Regions from separate parts of the Mus musculus genome. Here all the other regions are linked to region 2. Evidence: chromatin contacts called from public Micro-C and promoter capture Hi-C data. All regions are on one chromosome and are shown on one strand. The core of a region is the stretch at or near the end of the contact, and the rest is flanking DNA. Distances in the headings are between cores, read along the strand shown.

Region 1 (2,700 bases), core at 85-2,584, 560 kb before region 2:
ACAAGCTCTAGCCATGGGAAGGAAGAAGAGAAGGTCACATGCCCTTACTCATCCTCAAAGAAAGCTTGGCAATGTCTGTCAGATCTATGAACTTAAACTGTATGTATGTGTGGGAGAGGTGACTTCAGTGTCTGCCACATATCCCTGGGAGTGACGCCATGCATCCCCAAAGTACAGATAAATGAGGAACGTCAGGGTTAAAACTAAAGCCTGCAGCAGATGACTCAAGTTGAGGTCCCTGTCCCAACCTGTCCTGCCCCAGACAAGCTCCTGAGGGCAGATTCCTAAGTCAAACCTTCATAGCCTGTTCCTACCTCCCCTCCCTTACTCCATATCCTTTGTTCCTCCACCCCTTCCCCTGCAGTTCTCCAAGGCAACCCAGAGGAGCAACTCCTCATTCAGTAAAAATCTCGGGATGCTGCAGGCACTAGAGACGAGGATGGTGGGCCGAACAGCCTGACCCCCAAGGATCTGAGGAGCTAGTGGTGACTTGTCGCAAGTACATGTTTAAGGCCCCACAAGAGCCATCTATGGTCAGGAGCTGAGAACACAGAAGTCTAGCCAGCGAGGCAGGATGCCTTGAAGCCTTAAGTGGGAACAGGAATAGCAGGAGAGTCAGAGGGATGCCTTAGGAGAGCCTGGGCAGAGTGTATAAAGGCCCTTTGGCCACCTCTCCTCTCTTTTCCTCCTCTTCTTCCTGTTCCCCTCCTCTCCCCTTTCTCCTCTCTCCCTGAGCCCCTCAGGTATTTTGATGGTTTATACCTTTGTCCTCTGCCCAGGAAGGAAATTCTGTGAGGTTTTATAATATTGGCTTTGCAGTGGTTTCCAGGACCTTTCCAGAAAAGCGTGGTTCTTAAGGTATAAACAATATAGCTGAAGAAATATCGCTACCCTCTCAGGGATGAATTTGTGTCCAAAGACACAATGCTGGTGGTACCTGAGCTGTGCCTGAAAAGTGTAACCCTGTAGACTCTGGGGCCCAGAAGCACTCTGAGGAGAGGCCTTAACAGTGCCAACCCTGGGTGTTTCTGGGATACACAGGAAGTAGGAAAAGGGAACTGCTATCCTCGTTCTAAACGCTCATACTTCCTGAGAGCGAACCTGGAGAGCTGCATTGTTAGAGCTGTCCCTTCAAAGGTCCACTTTGTCACCTCCAATAGGCAAGGTCAGTCTGAGCCACCACATAATGACAGTCATCTCCACTAAGACAAACACTGAACAGTGGGAGAGAATTAAAGTCAGGACTCAGAACTCTGAGGCTCCAGGGCTGCGTGTGAGGCTCCTATCAAAATAATCCAGTTACGAGATGAGTTTTGGTGTGTTTTGCCACGTCTGAATCATCTGCCACAGTGACTCAGGATGACAGGACAGTTAGTGAGACAATCCAACCCAGCCTAGCAAGACGATCCAGCCTGGCAGGCTTTAGAAATTTTGAAACACAAAGTTCAAAGAAATGCTATTTTTAAAAGACATATTTAGAAATAAAATCATATGTAGACACGATGTAACCCTGGGAGGGCTGGTTAGAAGATTTCCATTTCTTCTTGTTACACACATTTTCAAAAGGTTCAATGGCCACCAAAGATGCCTTCTAAGGTAACAGCTATACTGGCCCCTGAGTGAATTCTCGAGCCCCAAATCAGTTCATTGAGAATTTTCAATGTGGCCAGATGTGGTGGTATGTTGTGTCCGGCCAGCAGACCACAACCTGGGTTCTAGCCTGGAAAGGCATTTTGGAAACCTGGAAGAGAAGAGGGGCTAGGTGGCGAGAGAAAAGAATGTAGCCAAGACAGTTACTCTGATCAAGGCTCAAATTTTATTGTTGCGACACTAGTTATGAAGGAAGGGGGAGGGGACCCGATTCCCGCCAAATAATCTCTCGTCCAGTAGAAAGGTGCACATGTGTGGCTCCGCAGGTTCCAGCAGTGGGCGTGGCAGAACGAATGAGCAGGAAGCTCCACCCCTGAGCAAGCAGGTTTCAGGCTGGGGGAGGGGAGACTACAGTGGTACATGCCTTTAATCCCAATCTCTAGGGGGCAGAAGCAGGCCAGACTCCATGAGTTCGAAGCCAGCCTGGTCTACAAAGCAAGTACCAAGACACGCAGGGCTCCATAGAGAAACCTTATCTCAAAAGGGGGGGAGAGCAACAAAAAGTTTTCAATGCTTTTTTTTTTCCATACATTTTCAGTTTTCTAAAAACTGTCTGGAGCAGGAGATGGACCATGTCTAGCCAGCCCATGTCTAGGACCGAGTCAGTTGTGAAAAGACAGGCAAAGCACAGATTCAAGATTAAGTCTGCCCTGGGTACCCCGAGCAGGGCTACTTTACAGTTCCTTCCTGCTCTACACCAACCCAAGGCCAAGCAGGAGACGCTCGGGCACGGTATACACACACTCCATCTGCTCACCCCCAGCAGAAGAGGACCTGACAGGACATTATAGCAAGCAAGCCCCACAAGTGTCAGAGCAGAAATAAGGTCCCTCGTGACAGCAGGGGTCTCAGCTCTAAGGTCAAAAGGTCCTCCTCCTTGGCCACTGGCATCTAAAGACTCCCACTCAGGAGTCCTTTTTAGTAACCATTGAAAAAGTCCTACCCTCTCCTGCAGAGCACAGCAGATGGGTTGGGATGATGGACCAACCAACAGCTATCTATCTGTAAAGGGTGCTTACAGGACGCCAACAGTCAGCTGGTGAGCAGATC
Region 2 (2,700 bases), core at 131-2,630:
ATACCCGACTTTCAGCGGATTATTAAGAACAGTCCTGGCAGAAAGGCTGAGGAACTTTTGAGGGTTTAGTAATGGAGAATAGAGTGGTCTCAGTTCTTAGCTCGTTTTTTGGCTGTTGATGTTTGTTGCAAATTGTCACGTTGCCTCAAACTACAAATTGCTTATGTAATTTAATGTGCAAGGAAAGAATTGTTTAAAAAAGAAAAAGAAAAGAAAAGGAAAGAAAAGAAAAAAAAGCTCATTTGAGCAAATGAACTTTGAGAGGAAAAATGAGGTTTGTAGCTAAACCATAAACCAAACTTTCCTTAAAAGACAAACTTTAGTCTACCAGATTCAAGATCAAAGAGACAAAATTACACTCCGAATAGAAACAGATCTTTTAGGGCAGGAGCAATACCTGAAGGAACAATACCTGAAATGTGCTTGCTTATAGTAGTCTTCCAACCCCTCCTGCGTCTATTTCTTTTTGGAAAAACCTTGTTTTGTTTTCCCCCCAGCAGCTTCTTTACAAAGTGCCTCAGTGTCATCTGTTGGAGGAACCTGCCATACTTGTTTGCGCTAATCAATCCAGCATGTCAAATTGAACCGCTTGTGAGAGCACTTGTGGTCTGAGCACTTGTTTGTGCTACCCAAACAAAAAAGATTCCGCTCCACAGTAATAATAGTGAAAGGACCGTATCGTCCCCCTCGGCTTTTTGCAGGCTTCTTACACTCACAGACAGGCTGTCCCTACAAAGGAGGGCTAACACAATGTTCAGCAGAGCCCAGGGGAGAAGCCAGAACTAGTCTTTCCCTGGCGGGACACCTAGCCTCCAAGCAACGCCACGCGCTAACGGTGACATCCAACTTTTGCAGCTACTTATTGGTTCACGGCGTGGAATTACCTTGGAATCCTCGGTCTATGATTCGCAGAAACCCCGCCAAAGCTCGGCAAGGCTAGACAGTGTTGAGGGTAAAGTTCTTGGTGCATGCCACGCCAGACCTGAGTTGCATTTCTTAAAGGCTCAAACTTCGCTGCTCCCAGAGCGCCCAACCGGGCTTGAGGTCTTTCTCTGTGGTAATGGGAAGCTCTCGGTTCCCATCGGTTCTACTAAGACGTGCACCCCAAGACCCGGCTAGGGAGCCCCCATAACCCTCTACGGCTCGCTGGAATGAGTAGCAGCTCCCGGAGACCCTGCAACCTGCACTCACCTCCACTCCAGAGCGCGGGTAGCAGCAGCAGCCCCAGTAGCAGTGGGGCCAGAACCATCGCGGGGCCGCGGATCTGGCAGTTCTCTCCGGACAGATGCACGTATCCACCAACGTCCCAAACTCGCCAGTCGCCGAGGGCGCGTGCGAAGCGCCTCAGTCCCGGCCGCCCGGGCAGCAGGCGCCAGAGTGGCAGTGCGGAGTTGGGGATCGCAGGAGTCCTAAGTTAGAAGAGGCGGGCCCAGGGCTCAGGCCCGGGAGGGGCCAGCAGGTTGGAGTGGACAGGGGCGGGAAGGGGGAAGGGCAAAGAGAGCAAAGAAGGATGGAACTGGAGGAGGGGGCGGGAAGGGGAGGATCCAAGGACAAGCCCTAGGGAGGGTGGAGGGGCGGGGCAGAATGGAACTTGGGTCAACTCCAGCAGGTTAACCCCTGGCTTGAGTGTGTAGGAAATCTGGAAGGGAGGTGCTGGAGGAGATGGAACAGAGCTAAGGAGGGCCACCATCTTGAGCTAAAAGGACCGAGAGACGGAGAGGAAGGGGAGGGGGCTAAGAAAGAAAATAATCGGGAGGATGATCTCTGGCTACTTGGTTACATCAGAGGAATCTCACTCTGTATGGGTAGGTAGAAGGGATTGGAAAGGGTAGAGGCCGAATTTAGTGGAGAGCGACGGATGCAACTCCAAGACCTTTAAAGGTTAGTGGGTCCAGCTGCTTTGGAGGGGCAGCGATTCTGCAGTTCAGGCTCTACTGGCATAAGAGGTCCTAGCAGCTGCATTCCAGAGGCTGTGGCCGCCGTGGCAGCACACCCTGCTTGCCAGGTCCTCCCCCTGGCTACTGAAACGGAGTGCAAGAGCGGACCCTGGCGTCAAGATCTTGCAACCTCCACCCCAGAGGTTAGCTCGGGGAGAACTAAGCCGAATCCTGTAAGGAAAGAGTTTGAAACAGGGATGGAAGAAAGTGCTGTTACAGGAAAGGGTGGGAGGCCCAAACCACGGCATCAGATTGTGAATCTCAAAGAAACGGAAGGCGTATGAGGCTTTCTTAAAGGAAATAGAATGATTTGTTTTTCTTTGGAGATAAGATCACATTAGAGCCCAGAGTAAACCACCCTGATAAATTTAAAGTATTTATTACTGAAACTGAGGACAGACCCATACGCACTGTGATACAATAAGCTCCTTGCATCTCTAGCCCTGCAGGAGGACATCAAACCAGAAGCGCTGGATTAAACAGACCCTTGATTGGTGCTTGATGTGAAAGAGCCCAGTTTACTGTGGATGGTGCCATTCCCGGGTAGGTCATTCAGGGATGCATAAGAAAGCAAGCTGAGCAAGCCAGTAAGCAGTTCCTCTATGGTTTGTGCTTAAGTTCTGGCCTCCAGGTTCCTGCCTCGAATTCCTGTTCTGACTTTCCTTCATGATGCATTTCAACTGTAAGCTGAAATAAATTCCCAAGTAGCTTTTGGTCATCACAACAATAGAAATCTACGTAGGACAGACAGGGTCTTGCTATG
Region 3 (2,700 bases), core at 98-2,597, 960 kb after region 2:
AGCTGGCCCGAGTGGTGGATGCACTGAGTGGGTGCCTGATCTGGTTTATACTGGTTTACACTGCTGCAGACACATGAGCTAACTTGGCAAGTCTGGCCTTGACCAGTGAGGTGGGATGTCACTTCCAGAATGCAGGACTTGATGGACACTTTCTGTTTAGGACCAGGGAGTGATTTCAGACAGGTTTTGTAAGGCACGCTGTCTCTCCCACAGAAAACTACTGTCATTAAGAAAAAGTGGCATAGATGGCAGGTGAGAGCCCAGTGCTCTAATGTTTCTATAAACATTTATTTCCGAAAGGAGGCAGAGGCCACACTGGGCTCATGTTTGCTATTTCAGAGGTGTACCCCTGCCCATGTGCCACATGTGCCCTGGGATAGCTGTGGGTGTGGCCCAACATAAAATCGGGACTGTACTTAGAACACTTTAGAAAGTATTCTTAGAAATTTTCTCTTGAAAAATGTTTACATGGTTTTCAAGAGTTAACTTTGTAGATGACATATTTTAGACACACCTGAAAGTGTTAATTGTTTATAAGAAATGTAGCAGAAAAAAAAAAAGAGAAAAGAAAAGAAAAGAAAAAGCCTAAACTTCAGAGCAGGAGCAAGAATTACAGCTGAAGCTTTCTCATAACCAGTAACGTTGCACTTTACCCAGTCTGCTGGTTTCAGACCTTTCTAGAACAACAGTGGGTGAGGTGCGGGGCCTCAGGCTCCTGGAAGCTGTCCCATATATATGTTGTGCCTGGGCACTCTCCATGTGTGCAGCCAGCTGTGTGTGGAGCCCTCTGTGCTCAGCTGCAGTGCTTCTGAGGTCCCACCCCAGCCTGCTGGCCCTAGGCTAGATGGGTCCTCCCATTATCTGGGGAGGGTCTGATGCCCTCAGACCGATGGGCCTTCACTCCCCTGCTTGGGCCTCCTTTCTCTAGATCCCAGAGTGCTTGCCACTTCTCTTCTTTTTTGTAGATAAGTTCTTAATATGTAGTCCTGGCTGGCCTGGATCTTGTTATATAGACTTAATTGACCTCAAACTCACAGTCAGCCTGCCCTTGCCTCCTGAGTGCTGGAATTAAAGATGTGCAGCACTATGCCCAGCCCCACTTCTTTCTGAAATTGAGGCAATTATCTCTTGGCAGATAATAATCCAAATAAGTCTACACAGCCACTTTATATTGTAGTGTATGTGTAGTGTATGTGGGTATGGTGTCACTACAGTAGACTGCAACCCTTTAGTCTTCTTGACAGAAGATGTGACACTCTACATGGAGCTTAGGAGACCCTTGCTCTCACAGAGACTCTGCAGAGTTCTTAGGGAGAATTGCTCAACTCCACCATGACTCTCACTCCAGCCAGCTCTGGGCTCTTACAACACTGAGCACATGCAACCCCTGCCAGTGCCTTGCCCTGCTCCTCAGTGACTTTCAGCTGACAGCTCACAGGACTTTGTACTTTGAGAGCAATGATGCCAGGCTATTGATAGTTCCTTTGTGGTGATGTTTTCCCAGAGAGACAAAGAGCTCCTAAAGGCTGAGTTCCTCCTGGTCTACCATGACTGCGTGCTCCCTCTTCTGCACTCGACACTGCTGCCCCCCTTTAGGTGGGCCGAGGAAGAGACAGAGGCTGCAAGATGGAAAGCCATTGCTGACTTCCTCAAGCAGAGCCGGGAGAACGAGGGTTCCCTGAAGGCTCTGCTGTCACCAGATGGAGTTCACAAACCATTTGACCTTTCGGAGCAGACCTTTGACTTCTTGGGTGAAATAAGAAAGAACTCAGGCTAATGGCGACCATGCTCCGATTCCCACTGGACCCAGGGAGCTTCCAGGAAGACTTGCCTCAAACAACTGAGCCAAAGACAGACTGGTTAGAACGTAGTCATATGCTTTTGTGTGCAAATAATATTTTCAAAGAACTAATAATAATTTGATTGAGTGTAAAACAATAAAATAAATTTTATAAGGAACATTGTTATATCTAAATTTTTCTTCAAAATATCAATTAAGTGTCAACTTGAAGGTGTAGATGTCTATAAAAGCAGTTTTTAGCAAAGGTTAAACTAGTGATTATTCAAGAAAGTGAAAATATAATCCACTAACTGGGAAAAGATATTTCCAAGTCATAAGACTGATACAAATGTAATGCCAAGGACAGGGCTCTGTGGTAGAGTGCTTGTCTAGTTCGTGCAAGGCCCTGGGTTCCAACCCCAGCACTGCAAAGGCAGTCTAATATGCAGGATATATAAACTGCTGAATGTTGCTAATGATATTTGTAGGTTATTCAGAGAAATTGTGTTGTCAGTCATTTAATTTAGTCTGATGTTTGGGTTGCTTTACCCCTGGTTAGAACAAATGCAGAATTCTTGTCTTTTAAAGTCAATATAAAAAGTCCTCCGTCAAAATGATTTTTTTCCCACATTGAAGAGTGGAGCTGACATGGCTTTTCAAAGAACACCCAGACCTTAGTGCATTTCAGATACACTCTCGAAAGTTGCCAAATGTCTCAAATCTTTATTGTTAACAATAGTAACACCAGGTAACCCTTGGGTGCCTGGTCATGCAATCTATCAGGTGACCTGGGTAATAATGAGTACCAGTTGGTACTGCTGTGTACCTGGTCATGGTTTTCAGGGCTCCACATTAGCTAGGTGGGATTAGTAGCTCTGAGCTACTGTGGGATGCAGGTTCTGATCCATAATACTGTTGAA
Region 4 (2,700 bases), core at 198-2,697, 940 kb after region 2:
CTGCTGGGAGCCTCCTCCTGTGCAGTAGAAGGGGCACCGGAAGCTTCCAGAGTGTGCTGCATGGGACGTGCAGTGTTTAGGGCAAAATGGAAATCTTCATTATTTTTTGCAAGAGTCCCTCAGGTCCCTGACTCACTGAAGCTGTGACCACAGCCTCTAGGTGGATTTCAACTTTAGGAAATGTCCTTTCATGGAGCAGAAAACAAGAAGTAAGATTAGGATTGGGCGTTTTTCAAAATGAAATCTTCCAACTGTGCTAATGGCACTTGGTATTTCCCTCAGATAGGAATCAAAGGCTGGCGTGTCACACCCAGATCCCGCCGAGGCTGTGGTGAGGTTAGGGCTTCGAGCCCCTGAGTCAATGTCACACAGACACTGCCTAGTGAGTCAAGAGAGTCTTCGTGTACTTTTGACAGTATTGTTTGTGGTTTGCTTTTTCCTACCTCCAAGGACTCATGGCTTCATCGTTTGCCTCCCTCCCACAACTAACCCCTTTGTTCCCCTGCACCCTAGAAGCCCTTCAGTTCCCTTCCTCCTACTGCATCAGGTCTTAGCACAAGACAGGTCAGGGAGAGGGCACAGGCTGTGCTGGAGGCTCAGCCACCTCACTTGATGTGACTTGTGTCCTCGATGCTCCGTGGCACAGCTCCTCAAGCCCTTTGTTCCCTCACCCCCGCCTCTAGGGAGCACTGCTTGTCCTTTGGCTCAGACCTTCACAGTTTGCCCCTCATCTCTGGCAATGCGCAGCGTTAAAAGTCGGATTTCCTGGTTTCCCGGGACGTGAGGATGGGCTGAGGAATAATATGGGTGCTTTTCTTGCATGAAGCTGATCACATCACATGCTCTGGTGATGTGGGAGGAGTGTACATGTGCACTTACATTTGTGAGCAGCAGCAGTATCCACTACTGATAGATTATGGCCTTGGACAGGCCACATGCACCGTGGCCTTCAGTCCTTTAGAAATAGTGTGATGTAACAAACAGGATGTGTTTTGTCACAGCTCTGGGGTTGACTGATAGTTCTTTGCTTCTTTGCCTTTTCTAAGCAAAAAATAAATAAAAATTAATAACCAATCAACCAACTAAACAAACAAATCAAGAAGGTTTAAGGTAATTTCCCTGTCAACAGGAAAGCTAAATGTTTCTGCTTCTAATCATTCACGTGTGAATCTGGTCCATCTACTTTCAAGAACATTTTTTGTTTGTTCATTTTACATTTGTCTATTTTAACATATCATATGCTAAAACTATACATGCAAAAGAAGGGGAGAGGATAGCTTGGAGGTGTCAGTACTCTCCTCTACTTTGTGGGTCCATCCAGGGATCAAACTCAAGTCTTCAGGCCTGGCTGCAAGCCCTTTGCTCACTGAGCCATCTCTGTGGGCCCTTTAGTATAGCAAGAGCCCTTTGCTGATGAGGGACACTCTTCACTTCTGTCAGTAACTTTGGCTTCCTTATCTTTCTAGGTCACTGGCATCTTGCCATGCTTGCTCGATGGTGACTGTTTTATCAGGTCCAATTCTTCAACTCCAGACCTTGGGATATTATTTGAACTTGGAATTTCTTACATTCGCAATGTATGTCAAAACTGAAAGACAAACTGTTCTAATGCATCAAAGGGGAATCGTTAGAACCATATCTGACTTACAAGCAAAGTGATAGAAGCTATGTTAGCTACACTTGTGGTGTTCTGGTAAAACGCCCTGACAGAAGTGTTTATTCAGGGGAAGAGTTTATTCCAGCTCACAGTTCCAGGGATAAGAACACCATGGCAGGGAAGCACGCCAGGCAGCAGAGGGAGGCCTAGGCTCACTGCAGCAGCAGTCAAGAGGAAGGCAGGCAGGGAACAAATGGGACTGGACTGTAACCTCAAGGCTGCCCCAGTGACCCACTTCCTCCAGCAGGGTCTACCCCTAAAGGTTCTGCAACCAAAATCCCAAACAGTATACCAGCTGGAGACCAGGTATTCAAACATACATGCCTTTAGGGGAGATCCACACTGAAACCACAAAGAAGGATTTCTGTGTATCAGAAATTAACTCTGAAGGAACCAGATTGATGCTGACTCTCATTTTTTTTTTTAATTATTCATTTTATGTGAGTACATTATTGCTATCTTCAGACACACCAGAAGAGGGTGTCAGATCCCATCATAGATGGTTGTGAGCCACCATGTGGTTTCTGGGAATTGAACTTAGTACATCTGGAAGAGCAGCCAGTGCTCTTAACCACTGAGCCATCTCTCCAGCCCATGACTCTCTCTTTTTTTTTTTTTAAATTATTTATTTATTTATTTAGTTAGTTAGTTAGTTAATTAGTTTTCAAGATAGGATTTCTCTGTGTAGTCCTGGCTATCCTGGAACTCACTCTGTAGACCAGACTGGCCTCGAACTCAGAAATCCGCCTGCCTCTGCCTCCCAAGTGCTGGGACTAAAGGCATGCACCACCACTACCCTGCTTTCTCTCTCTCTCTCTCTCTCTCTCTCTCTCTCTCTCTCTCTTTTTAACATTTTTTTTATGAGTGGGCACAGCATGGAGATCAGAGAACAGTCTTAGGAGTTGACTTTCTCCTTTCACCGTGTGGTCCTGAGCATCGAGCTCAGGTTGTCAGGTTTGGCAGCAAGCACCTTGACTCTCTGAGCCATCTTTCTGCTCTGGTTCCCATTTGTGTGTGGTAATGCTCAGTGTTAGCTAAGGCAG
Region 5 (2,700 bases), core at 28-2,527, 840 kb after region 2:
GAGAGGGAGGGAGGGAGGGAAGGAAGGAAGGAAGAAAGAAAGAAAGAAAGGAAGGAAGGAAGGAAGGAAGGAAGGAAGGAAGGAGAAAGAGAGAGAAAGAAAGAAATCGCCCTTGGTGTACAAAAATTTTACATTGTAAGCCAGGCATGATAGTGCATGTTTTAATCCCAGTACTCTGGAGGCAGATCTCTATGAGTTCAAAGCCAACCTGGTCTATGTAGAGAGTTCTGGGCCAACCAGGGCTACACAATGAAGCTTGTCTCAAAAGAAAAAAAAAAAAAAGGAAGAAAGGAAGGAAGGAAAGAAAGAAAAAAGAAATAAAAAAGAAAAAAAGAAGAAAAAAGAACAAAGGAAAGAAAAATGTGTTTCTTAGTATTTTGTCATTTCATGCTTATTTTATAATTAAAAATTTCAATTTTCTTTTGATTGTGCATTTTAACATAGAAAGACATATTGATCTTACCTGCAACTTTACTGAATTTACTAGTCCTAACATATTTTTGTGCAATTATGATGATTTTCAACGATAAGAGCATGGCATCATAAAGACAATTTCATCTTCTTTCTCTCCAACTTTTTATGTCTGATTTTTACTCACAGAGTCTGTCACTGCCTGATGTACCATAAACGTATATGTGTTTTACTATGCAGTGTGTCCTCCTGTATTAAACTATAAGCTCCACAAATACCTGCTTTACTTTCTGTCCCTTGGTGTCTAGCTCATTGTTGGAGCCAGTAAATAACTGTGAAGTGAGTGAGTCACCTCACCTGCCATACTGAAGGGACTTAACAAATGGTAGCAAGTAGTAATTGTTGTTACCTTTTACACAACACTTGACTGTAAAAGTAGTAATTAAGTTTTCAAATAAAAAGATCTTATTTATAAAAAATGGTCACAGTATCAAGAAATAAACAAACCATGATTCCAGCTGCTCTGGAGTCCCTTGGCAGACAACACACTCCCTGGCAGGCTCTCTGAAGAAATCCCTGTGGTCCCCGCAGATGACAGCACACTTTGGATGCCAATCTATACAGAGGGACTTCTATAAACAGTCCACTCCATCCTGTCATCTCTGCTCAACTCTTCCACAGGATCCCATGGGGCCAGGGCTGGCCTGGCCAAGTGGCCAGCATCCAAGTGCATGGGGCTGGAGCTGGGACAAAGACTCCTGCCAAAAGCAGCACACAGACCAAGATCCAGGGTAGCCTGTCACAGCCTGCTAGGAAAAGCCAGGGTTCCAGGACAAACAGAAGCCAGAGGGCCCAAGCCCAAAGAGGAAAGGTCTCAGAGAAAGAAAGTCAGAGCAAGCACAGGGATGGGTGGGAGGAGGCTTCTCTGTCATGATCCTTAGGACCAATAGGGACTGGGTTGGTGTTGAGGCCTAAACAGGACAGAATTTCATGAAGAACCAATGACAGACTCACTTCTTTGGCTTCTTGACATAGTCCCTGCTCAGCTAGAGTTTTGCAATGCACTCATGACTTCCGGGGGGTGGGGGGTCGGGGGGGGGGGGGAAGAAGTCTAACATCTTAGGGGTTATCAGGAAAGTAACCGGTTTCCTCATTCTCAAGCACCTTCAGAAGTGAGGCAATCTGACCTTAGAATATCATTCCATCTTAGAGCTAATCACCAGTCTCTCTAATGTAAAACACCCAAAACTAAAACTAATTTAAAAAAAATATATAGTTAGAGTAAATACAACGATCAGGCCATAGGTTGTCTGCCAATTCCCACCAGGCAGCTAAGAGTGGGCTTCCCGGAACCTGTGGATGATTTAAACCAGTGTTGTTCAGACTTCAAGGTCCCTAAGCCCCTTTACACTTAAAAACTACTGAGGGACCAACGAGATGGCTCAGTGGGTAAAGGTGCTTGCCACTAAGCCTGATGACCAGACTTCGAGCCTTAGGACCCACATGGAAGACGAAAAGAACCCACTCTCACAAGGTGCCCCTGACCTCCACATGCATGCTGTGGCATATGTGTGTCCATACACATACACACAAAAAAACAAACACATAAGTAAATAAATAAATATAAAAAGAAAAAAAAAACTGTGAAACTGCCGAGGAGCTTTCCTTGTGGTTCTATTTAGCAATTTACCATATTGGTAATTAAAACAGAGAAATCTGGTACTTTAGTCATTGTAAATAATAATAAACTCATAAAGTAATAGTTTCATGAAAATACACACAATTTCCAAAATCCAAAAAGGAGATAAAAAATAAAATAAGTTAGACAAATAGAGTTATCTTACATTTTACAAATTGTTTGAATATCTAGCCTAATTAAAGACACCTTGGCTTTCAGCTTTGCCTTTGCTGTGAGGTGCCCTTTGGGTTAGTTTGTCACAAAAGTCCTGCATCACACACACAGAAAACCAGGCATTTATTTTTCAGGTGGCACCTGCAAACATCTCAGAGATATCCAGGGATTGTCAGACCACACTCAAGGACCACTGGGCTAGGCCATGTTCCTGCTACCAATGCCTGCCCATGCAAATTATTAGGATGATGATAACACAGGGGATTGTGGGTAATTTTCTTTCAGTCTCAGGGGGCATAGTGTAGGTGAGCAGGAGCTGTGGGTTGCTATTTCATTATTCAAGAATTTGTTCCCAGACAGCCCCATAAATGGTCAAGAGTAGTCTGACCCCAACTGGGAGAAGAAAGTGTTGAGTTAGGATGTTCCTATGAGCCAGC
Region 6 (2,700 bases), core at 165-2,664, 720 kb before region 2:
TTCTAAGGGTGCTAGTCATTGCTAACAATCTGTATCTCTAAGTTCTTTCCAAGGGTGCTCAATCATTAATCTGTAGCTATGCATATCAATCACTGATATTGTAAATGCCAACATTACTGCCCAGGGAGGGGCTAGAAGACCCCTTAGAGTTTTCATACAACTCATAGATTAGGAGAGATACAAGGGCAACGAGCAGAGCAAGACCTCACCACAGCAGGAAGACCTCAGGACCACAACAGCCCTTGGGGCTCTGCTCTCCAAGGCACACCCATCATAGCTGTGCTAACTGGTGGGCTGCATTCCATGAGTTCTAAAGCTGTTTGGATGTTCCTCTTGCATGGCCCTCAACAGGTGTGCTCAAAAGAGGAAACAGTCGGAGACAGGCAATGCATTCAGTTTTTACCCTAACCTAGATGGTGGCTGTGTCTTCCCCAATGGCTGAAGTCTGACCTCACAATCATACTCAACTGGCTAGTCTGAAAATAATTCATACACAGAAAAAGGGGTCACAACTCGAAGAAAAAAAGTGACTGCTCCAGGCCAACAAATTCCTAGAACAGTGAAGCCTCTGGGTAAATGAAGGTTTTACTGGGAGGGAAGATTAAAACATTTGCATGAAAGTCTTTCAATGTGGGAGAGACAAAAAGATTATAATTGCTTGTCTTAAACATGAGTTTTATAGTATTTGTTAGAAAAGAGTTATATTGTTATAGGTCTGTGTTGCAGGATATTTAATCACACTGTGAGCCCTAAGATGTGTTATTTATTGGAAAACCCTGCTTTTAGTTTGGTGTGGCTCAGCCTTTGCAGACACCTTTAATCTAAGAGCTTTCTGCTTGAATATTATAGACATGATTAAATAAAGCCAACCATAGATCAAGAGGTAGAGTAAGCAACCAGTTGACAGGAGGTAAACATAGAATTATTAAGGAAAAAAATATATATAGTAAGAGGGAGTCAGGATGATGGACAGAGAGAAGCACAGGAAGTAGAAGGGAGGGACATTCAGTTTGAAGGAGGTTTTTTGAGAGACATCAGAGAGGGGATTCCTTCTGGGACATCGGCTGAGAAGGAAGGTCAGCTGGGTGCTTTCTCTGCCTCTCTGAGCTAGCAGGCTTTCACACTACCATCTGGTTTCCAGGTCTTCATCGGTAAAATTGAATGATTATAATTTTGATAAAAAGCATCAGGTCTCAGGTTGTTCAGAGATTCACCAATCTGACCATGAGTAACTTTAAAGAAGAAGCTTTATTGAGATTGGCACCAGGATTGCGCCAGAAAGTCGGGATTCTCAAGATGCAGCCTTTCTGGGGTGGGGAGTGGCACATATCCTATCTACATGCAAGGATTCTGCCTGTAAGCAGGGGCTCAGTTAGCAAACAGATGTCATCGGCTATCTTGAGCAAGCAAGCTTATTTACAGAAGCAGAAACACACAGTTAGCATAGTGACCATTATCTTGAATTGTAGCCGCCCGCAGCTACATGAATCAGGTTCCTGAATGGGAGGCTGGAGCTGCATGGGAGGAAACAGCGGAAGGAATAACGAGACCAAGACAAAATTCTGATCAACCCCCACGCACCCTCCTCCCCCCCTAGTTTACTAAGAGTCTGAGCTTATAAAGGGGGAAGGCCCATCCCCCGCCACACCAGGTTCTTGATGCTTTGTCACCAGCCTGTCAGCACTTGGTCCAGGTTGTCAGCACTTAGTTGCCTGGCTGTTGCTTATCTCAGGAAGACAGATTCTGCCTCTCAGCCTCTCAGCAGTAGTGGCCGGCAGTCTTGGCAGAACAATAGACCTATCTAGGTCAGAAGACTCCACCCTAGGAGGTGCCAGAACAGGTCTGAGCCAGCCTGCTCAAAGCTGGGGGAGGCTACATTGAATAATGGACAGATATATTTAAAATTGTAAAAGACTAGATAATTACAAGAAAAACCACAGGCATTCTAGTCATTCTTAAGCAAGCTGGCTAACAGGGTCCCTTTCTCACTGGTACAGCTTTTAGAGGGTAGAGGAAATGTTTGCTTTATAGATCTTTTAAGTGTAGTAACTTAAGCTTTAAACATAATGTTAGCCATCATAATACTTGATACTTCTTAAATAGATATGAAAAAGGGACTCATCAGGGCCACTGCAGATAGCACCTGGGAGCTGAGTCTCTCCCTTCCATTCATGCTGGCATGAAGAGTGTCACCAATATTCACAAACAAGAGCATTTCACTAATAATGCCTTTACCCAAAGACATTCTCTTCAAAATTTTTAAGTGTTTTCTTATGATGGTTACTTTTCTCTGTGTATTTTGTTGGAGTTATGATCACAATAAGGTTAGGGAGATAGATGGAGAGACAGTGAGCAATAGCATGTAGATGGATGATGGAGAGACAGAGTGAGTGACAGCATGTAGATAGATGGAGAGACAGAGTGAGTGACAGCATGTAGATAGATGGAGAGACAGAGTGAGTGACAGCATGTAGATAGATGGAGAGACAGAGTGATAGCATGTAGATAGATGGAGAGACAGAGTGAGTGACAGCATGTAGATAGATGATGGAGAGACAGAGTGAGTGATAGCATGTAGATAGATGGAGAGACAGAGTGAGTGACAGCATGTAGGTATGGATTTAAGTATAACTTTTCATCAACACAATCTTTAACTTCCAAGACATTTGAAGGCTTGGGCCTATAAAATCTGACCTCTTT
Region 7 (2,700 bases), core at 35-2,534, 540 kb before region 2:
CCTAATTAAACACACAAGCTTATTCTTAGACCAGGAGGCCCAGTTAAGGCCCCTGGGTGGCCCAGCCGGGAGGCACAGGCCTAGAAGTGACCGCTCAAGACTTTTAAATGGCAATTGCTTGTTTGTGATGACTGAAGTACTACACACTCATAGCAGGACAATTGCAAAACTTTGTAAATGCAGAGACAAACAGGTTAGCCCGAAAACCGGAAGGTTGGGCTTGTTTTTCCTTGTCTTGTTTTGTTTGTTTGGTGGTTGGTTGGTTGGTTGGTTGGTTTCCCCACCTCTCACCCCCCCCCCCCCCCCCGTTGTTGTTGATTGATTGTTTTCAAGTTTTGTTTGGTTTTGAGATAGAGTCTAACTACATAGCCCTAGTTGACCTATGTAGATCAGGCTGGCTAAGACCCATGGAGATCTGCCTATCTCTGTTTCCCAAAAGCTGGGAGTATAGGTGTGCATCACCATGCCTGGCAGAAATCCCCTGGTCTTTTTTATACTTATGTATGTACCTGATAACCGAGGTGAAATACTTGCTCACATAATGTAAGTTTTAAAAAAACAAGAAAACTATGAGCTTGCATGGCCCCTAACCTGCTACATAAGTTCAGCCTGGCACATGTCTGTAGCTCCTTGTCATGGTTATCTCTCATGGTTATGGAAACATCTGCCCTGTGTCATTACACAGCTAGCTATTTCATTTGTGTGTGAGGGGAGGGCATGTGATAGGTGTGCATATGTGCAAGTTCCTGTGCTCGTGTGACTCAAGACATATACACATGCCTCCCATTTCCCCACAGGAGCACCGGCATTACTAACATGTACTACGATACCTGGCTTCCTTCCCTATAGGGGTCCTGGGGTGCTAAGTGCAGGCCCACACTTGTATGGCACAACAGGCCATCTCCCCAGCTCAGTAACTTGACTTTTAATGACTTCAAATGTCTACCATACAGAGTGATGTATGCAATATTTCCTTGTGATGGGGCGTGTAGGGTTTTTTGGTTATTGTTTTTTTGTTTTTTGTTTTCCAAATAACTCAGTGAATTTCCTCATCTTTATGCTGGATTTTAGAAGTAAGATGTTACTTAGGACTCTGTTACAGGTTGCAAAATGACACCTGACATCACCACTAGTAAAGTCAGGGGAGCCACTGTGCTTGTGACACATCCCGATTCTTGTAATAACAGTCAGAGTTTTGTTTTAACCAGCTAGTGTTAGATCCAGCTCAAACCGGATCAAACCTGGAGGCTGCTGTGGAGCAGGTGACGTCATCCTGGATCCATGCAGGACTTTGTGACCAAGCCTAACCCAGCACCCTTTCCCAATCTTTGTCAGCTTTCATGAGGTGAGGCTGTAGAGACAACCCCAGAATTTGGGGGGATTAGTGCAAGTAAAATATCATGGTCAGTTACTTAAGATGTGAAATCAACTGTGACTTTTGTTTTTGTCTTATCCTGAGGGTCATGTTGAAGAAACAGCCCAGGCCCTAGCTCCTGCCTCAAGGTCATGGGTTAATGACATAAGTAGAAAACCACATTGGTGCTTAAGGTTTGATTGGGAAGTGGTATGCATCACTCTGCTCTCTTCCCATCGGCCCAAAGAGGTCATGTGGTCAGCCAAGCCAATGAGAGGAAAGAATTCAGCTTTCCCTCAGAAAGGGGTGGGGGCATTCAGAATGTCCTCACAGAGGGGTCAGTCACAGCCAGGAAGAATGCAACCCCCACAGAGATGGGCAGTCAGACCTCGGTCACACCCTGGTACTAAATCTGACACCAGGGATGTTGGCCACCAGAGTCTCTTTTCCTTCTAGAAAATACCTCGCCCTGGATGCCTTCCCCAGTGAGGGTGTTACTCAGGTGTCCCTCTGCGCAAAAGCAAAAAAAAAAAAAAAAAAAAAAAAAAAAAAGCCTCAAGCCAGAGATGGTGTGCACACCTGTAATCCCAACATTTGAGAGGCTGAGGTAAGAGGCTGTGAGGGCAAAGAAACAGAAAACACATGTGTGTATGTGTATGTGTGTGTTTATGAACACACATTAGTAAGGAGCTCCATTTAAAAGTAATAAGGCATTGCTAGGTTACTTAAAAGAGTAAAGCCATGTGTGTAACCAGCCACCTTCATGTTTCATTTTGCTTTGCTTTTGGTTTTCAGTTCTGGGTAATGAACTGGAGGCCTTGAGGAGTCTGGACTCCACCACAGCTTTATGACCATGTCTGTCTGTCTGTCTGTCTGTCTGTCTGTCTGTCTTGTTTTCAAGGGTAGAATATTTCCCAAGAGATCAAAACAAAACCTCTGGTGACCACAGTCATTTTGGGGGCACGAAAAGCAATGCCTGAAGGTGGGGGAGGGGCTTGCTTGTCATCTGTCTCCTAGCTTCTGGCTTGTGTGTATTACGTTCTCCCTCCTCTGGATTTTCTTTTCATTGAAATTCTTCCCTTGTCCCTTCTCTCTGACTCAGGCTCTCACGTGGCCTCCCCACTCTGTTCTTCCTTCCTTCAGGGATCCCTTATTGGCACATGTCCTGACCCCCAGACCTAGAGTTTGGGAAAACAGAGTTTTCAGAAAGCACTGGGGGTGGGGTGGGGGTAGGGGAACAAGAACAAACATCAACAATTACAAAGCAAAAACCAAAGGGTTCACACACCAACAGAGGCGGCCCCTGTAGTGAATGGCAAATGATCCACTCGCTACCTCCAGATAAG

The links. Promoter capture Hi-C pulls out the DNA fragments that hold promoters and counts their contacts. A called contact is a pair of places that touch in the nucleus more often than the background predicts.
Region 1: a Micro-C map of the G1E-ER4 cell line shows a contact between it and region 2. The contact joins the enhancer-like site here to the promoter of Mertk in region 2. A contact is called at or near these places in 16 of 39 promoter capture datasets (the 3T3-L1 cell line, 3T3-L1-derived adipocytes, the C10 cell line and 11 more), 3 of 15 datasets of contacts at CTCF or cohesin (the NIH/3T3 cell line, large pre-B cells and pro-B cells), 40 of 484 Hi-C or Micro-C datasets (B cells, the CH12 cell line, the G1E-ER4 cell line and 25 more), 12 of 115 datasets of contacts at active chromatin or transcription factors (the NIH/3T3 cell line, differentiating embryonic stem cells, embryonic basal ganglia and 7 more) and 2 of 9 other capture datasets (embryonic stem cells and liver).
Region 3: a promoter capture Hi-C map of hippocampal neurons shows a contact between it and region 2, with 6 times the contacts expected there. The contact joins the enhancer-like site here to the promoter of Mertk in region 2. A contact is called at or near these places in 3 of 39 promoter capture datasets (the C10 cell line, embryonic stem cells and hippocampal neurons), 1 of 15 datasets of contacts at CTCF or cohesin (the NIH/3T3 cell line), 3 of 115 datasets of contacts at active chromatin or transcription factors (bone marrow-derived macrophages, embryonic stem cells and large pre-B cells) and 2 of 9 other capture datasets (liver and macrophages).
Region 4: a promoter capture Hi-C map of pre-B cells shows a contact between it and region 2, with 5 times the contacts expected there. The contact joins the enhancer-like site here to the promoter of Mertk in region 2. A contact is called at or near these places in 4 of 39 promoter capture datasets (the C10 cell line, hippocampal neurons, liver and 1 more) and 1 of 115 datasets of contacts at active chromatin or transcription factors (bone marrow-derived macrophages).
Region 5: a contact with region 2 is called in a promoter capture Hi-C map of hippocampal neurons, with 2.8 times the contacts expected there. The contact joins the promoter of Acoxl here to the promoter of Mertk in region 2. A contact is called at or near these places in 4 of 39 promoter capture datasets (the 3T3-L1 cell line, the SN4741 cell line, hippocampal neurons and 1 more) and 3 of 115 datasets of contacts at active chromatin or transcription factors (bone marrow-derived macrophages, embryonic forebrain and embryonic stem cells).
Region 6: a contact with region 2 is called in a promoter capture Hi-C map of the HPC-7 cell line, with 5 times the contacts expected there. The contact joins the enhancer-like site here to the promoter of Mertk in region 2. A contact is called at or near these places in 11 of 39 promoter capture datasets (the 3T3-L1 cell line, the C10 cell line, the HPC-7 cell line and 6 more) and 1 of 484 Hi-C or Micro-C datasets (cortical neurons).
Region 7: a contact with region 2 is called in a Micro-C map of embryonic stem cells, with 2.9 times the contacts expected there. The contact joins the enhancer-like site here to the promoter of Mertk in region 2. A contact is called at or near these places in 15 of 39 promoter capture datasets (the 3T3-L1 cell line, 3T3-L1-derived adipocytes, the C10 cell line and 10 more), 3 of 15 datasets of contacts at CTCF or cohesin (the NIH/3T3 cell line, large pre-B cells and pro-B cells), 34 of 484 Hi-C or Micro-C datasets (B cells, the CH12 cell line, the G1E-ER4 cell line and 21 more), 12 of 115 datasets of contacts at active chromatin or transcription factors (the NIH/3T3 cell line, differentiating embryonic stem cells, embryonic basal ganglia and 7 more) and 2 of 9 other capture datasets (embryonic stem cells and liver).

Annotation. Positions count from the first base shown.
Region 1 is chr2:129,261,920-129,264,619 of GRCm38.p6, reverse strand. No RefSeq gene overlaps it. Among named protein-coding and RNA genes, the nearest start is that of Ckap2l, 34 kb to the left of the region's middle. Within about 2 kb of position 1,334, at least 60 of the 459 cell types and tissues checked have an H3K27ac peak or open chromatin away from gene starts, as enhancers often do. A contact at or near this core is called in the G1E-ER4 cell line, the NIH/3T3 cell line, adipose-derived mesenchymal stem cells and 1 more, where this site is marked.
Region 2 is chr2:128,697,595-128,700,294 of GRCm38.p6, reverse strand. It overlaps Mertk (MER proto-oncogene tyrosine kinase), which reads right to left and starts at 1,380. Exons shown (of 19, transcript NM_008587.2): 1 at 1,192-1,380. The coding sequence starts at 1,249. It overlaps Gm39931 (a long non-coding RNA gene), which reads left to right and starts at 1,793. Exons shown (of 5, transcript XR_001783466.2): 1 at 1,793-1,881; 2 at 2,379-2,480.
Region 3 is chr2:127,739,993-127,742,692 of GRCm38.p6, reverse strand. It overlaps Nphp1 (nephronophthisis 1 (juvenile) homolog (human)), which reads left to right. Exons shown (of 20, transcript NM_016902.4): 20 at 1,505-1,961. The coding sequence ends at 1,777. Among named protein-coding and RNA genes, the nearest start is that of Mall, 11 kb to the right of the region's middle. Within about 2 kb of position 1,347, at least 19 of the 459 cell types and tissues checked have an H3K27ac peak or open chromatin away from gene starts, as enhancers often do.
Region 4 is chr2:127,758,453-127,761,152 of GRCm38.p6, reverse strand. It overlaps Nphp1 (nephronophthisis 1 (juvenile) homolog (human)), which reads left to right. Exons shown (of 20, transcript NM_016902.4): 13 at 1,467-1,577. Among named protein-coding and RNA genes, the nearest start is that of Nphp1, 29 kb to the left of the region's middle. Within about 2 kb of position 1,447, at least 38 of the 459 cell types and tissues checked have an H3K27ac peak or open chromatin away from gene starts, as enhancers often do.
Region 5 is chr2:127,853,205-127,855,904 of GRCm38.p6, reverse strand. Acoxl (acyl-Coenzyme A oxidase-like) reads right to left here and starts at 1,277. Exons shown (of 18, transcript NM_028765.3): 1 at 919-1,277. The coding sequence starts at 1,071.
Region 6 is chr2:129,420,110-129,422,809 of GRCm38.p6, reverse strand. No RefSeq gene overlaps it. Among named protein-coding and RNA genes, the nearest start is that of Il1b, 50 kb to the right of the region's middle. Within about 2 kb of position 1,414, at least 15 of the 459 cell types and tissues checked have an H3K27ac peak or open chromatin away from gene starts, as enhancers often do. A contact at or near this core is called in the HPC-7 cell line and embryonic stem cells, where this site is marked.
Region 7 is chr2:129,241,220-129,243,919 of GRCm38.p6, reverse strand. No RefSeq gene overlaps it. Among named protein-coding and RNA genes, the nearest start is that of A730036I17Rik, 24 kb to the right of the region's middle. Within about 2 kb of position 1,284, at least 83 of the 459 cell types and tissues checked have an H3K27ac peak or open chromatin away from gene starts, as enhancers often do. A contact at or near this core is called in embryonic stem cells, erythroblasts, liver and 2 more, where this site is marked.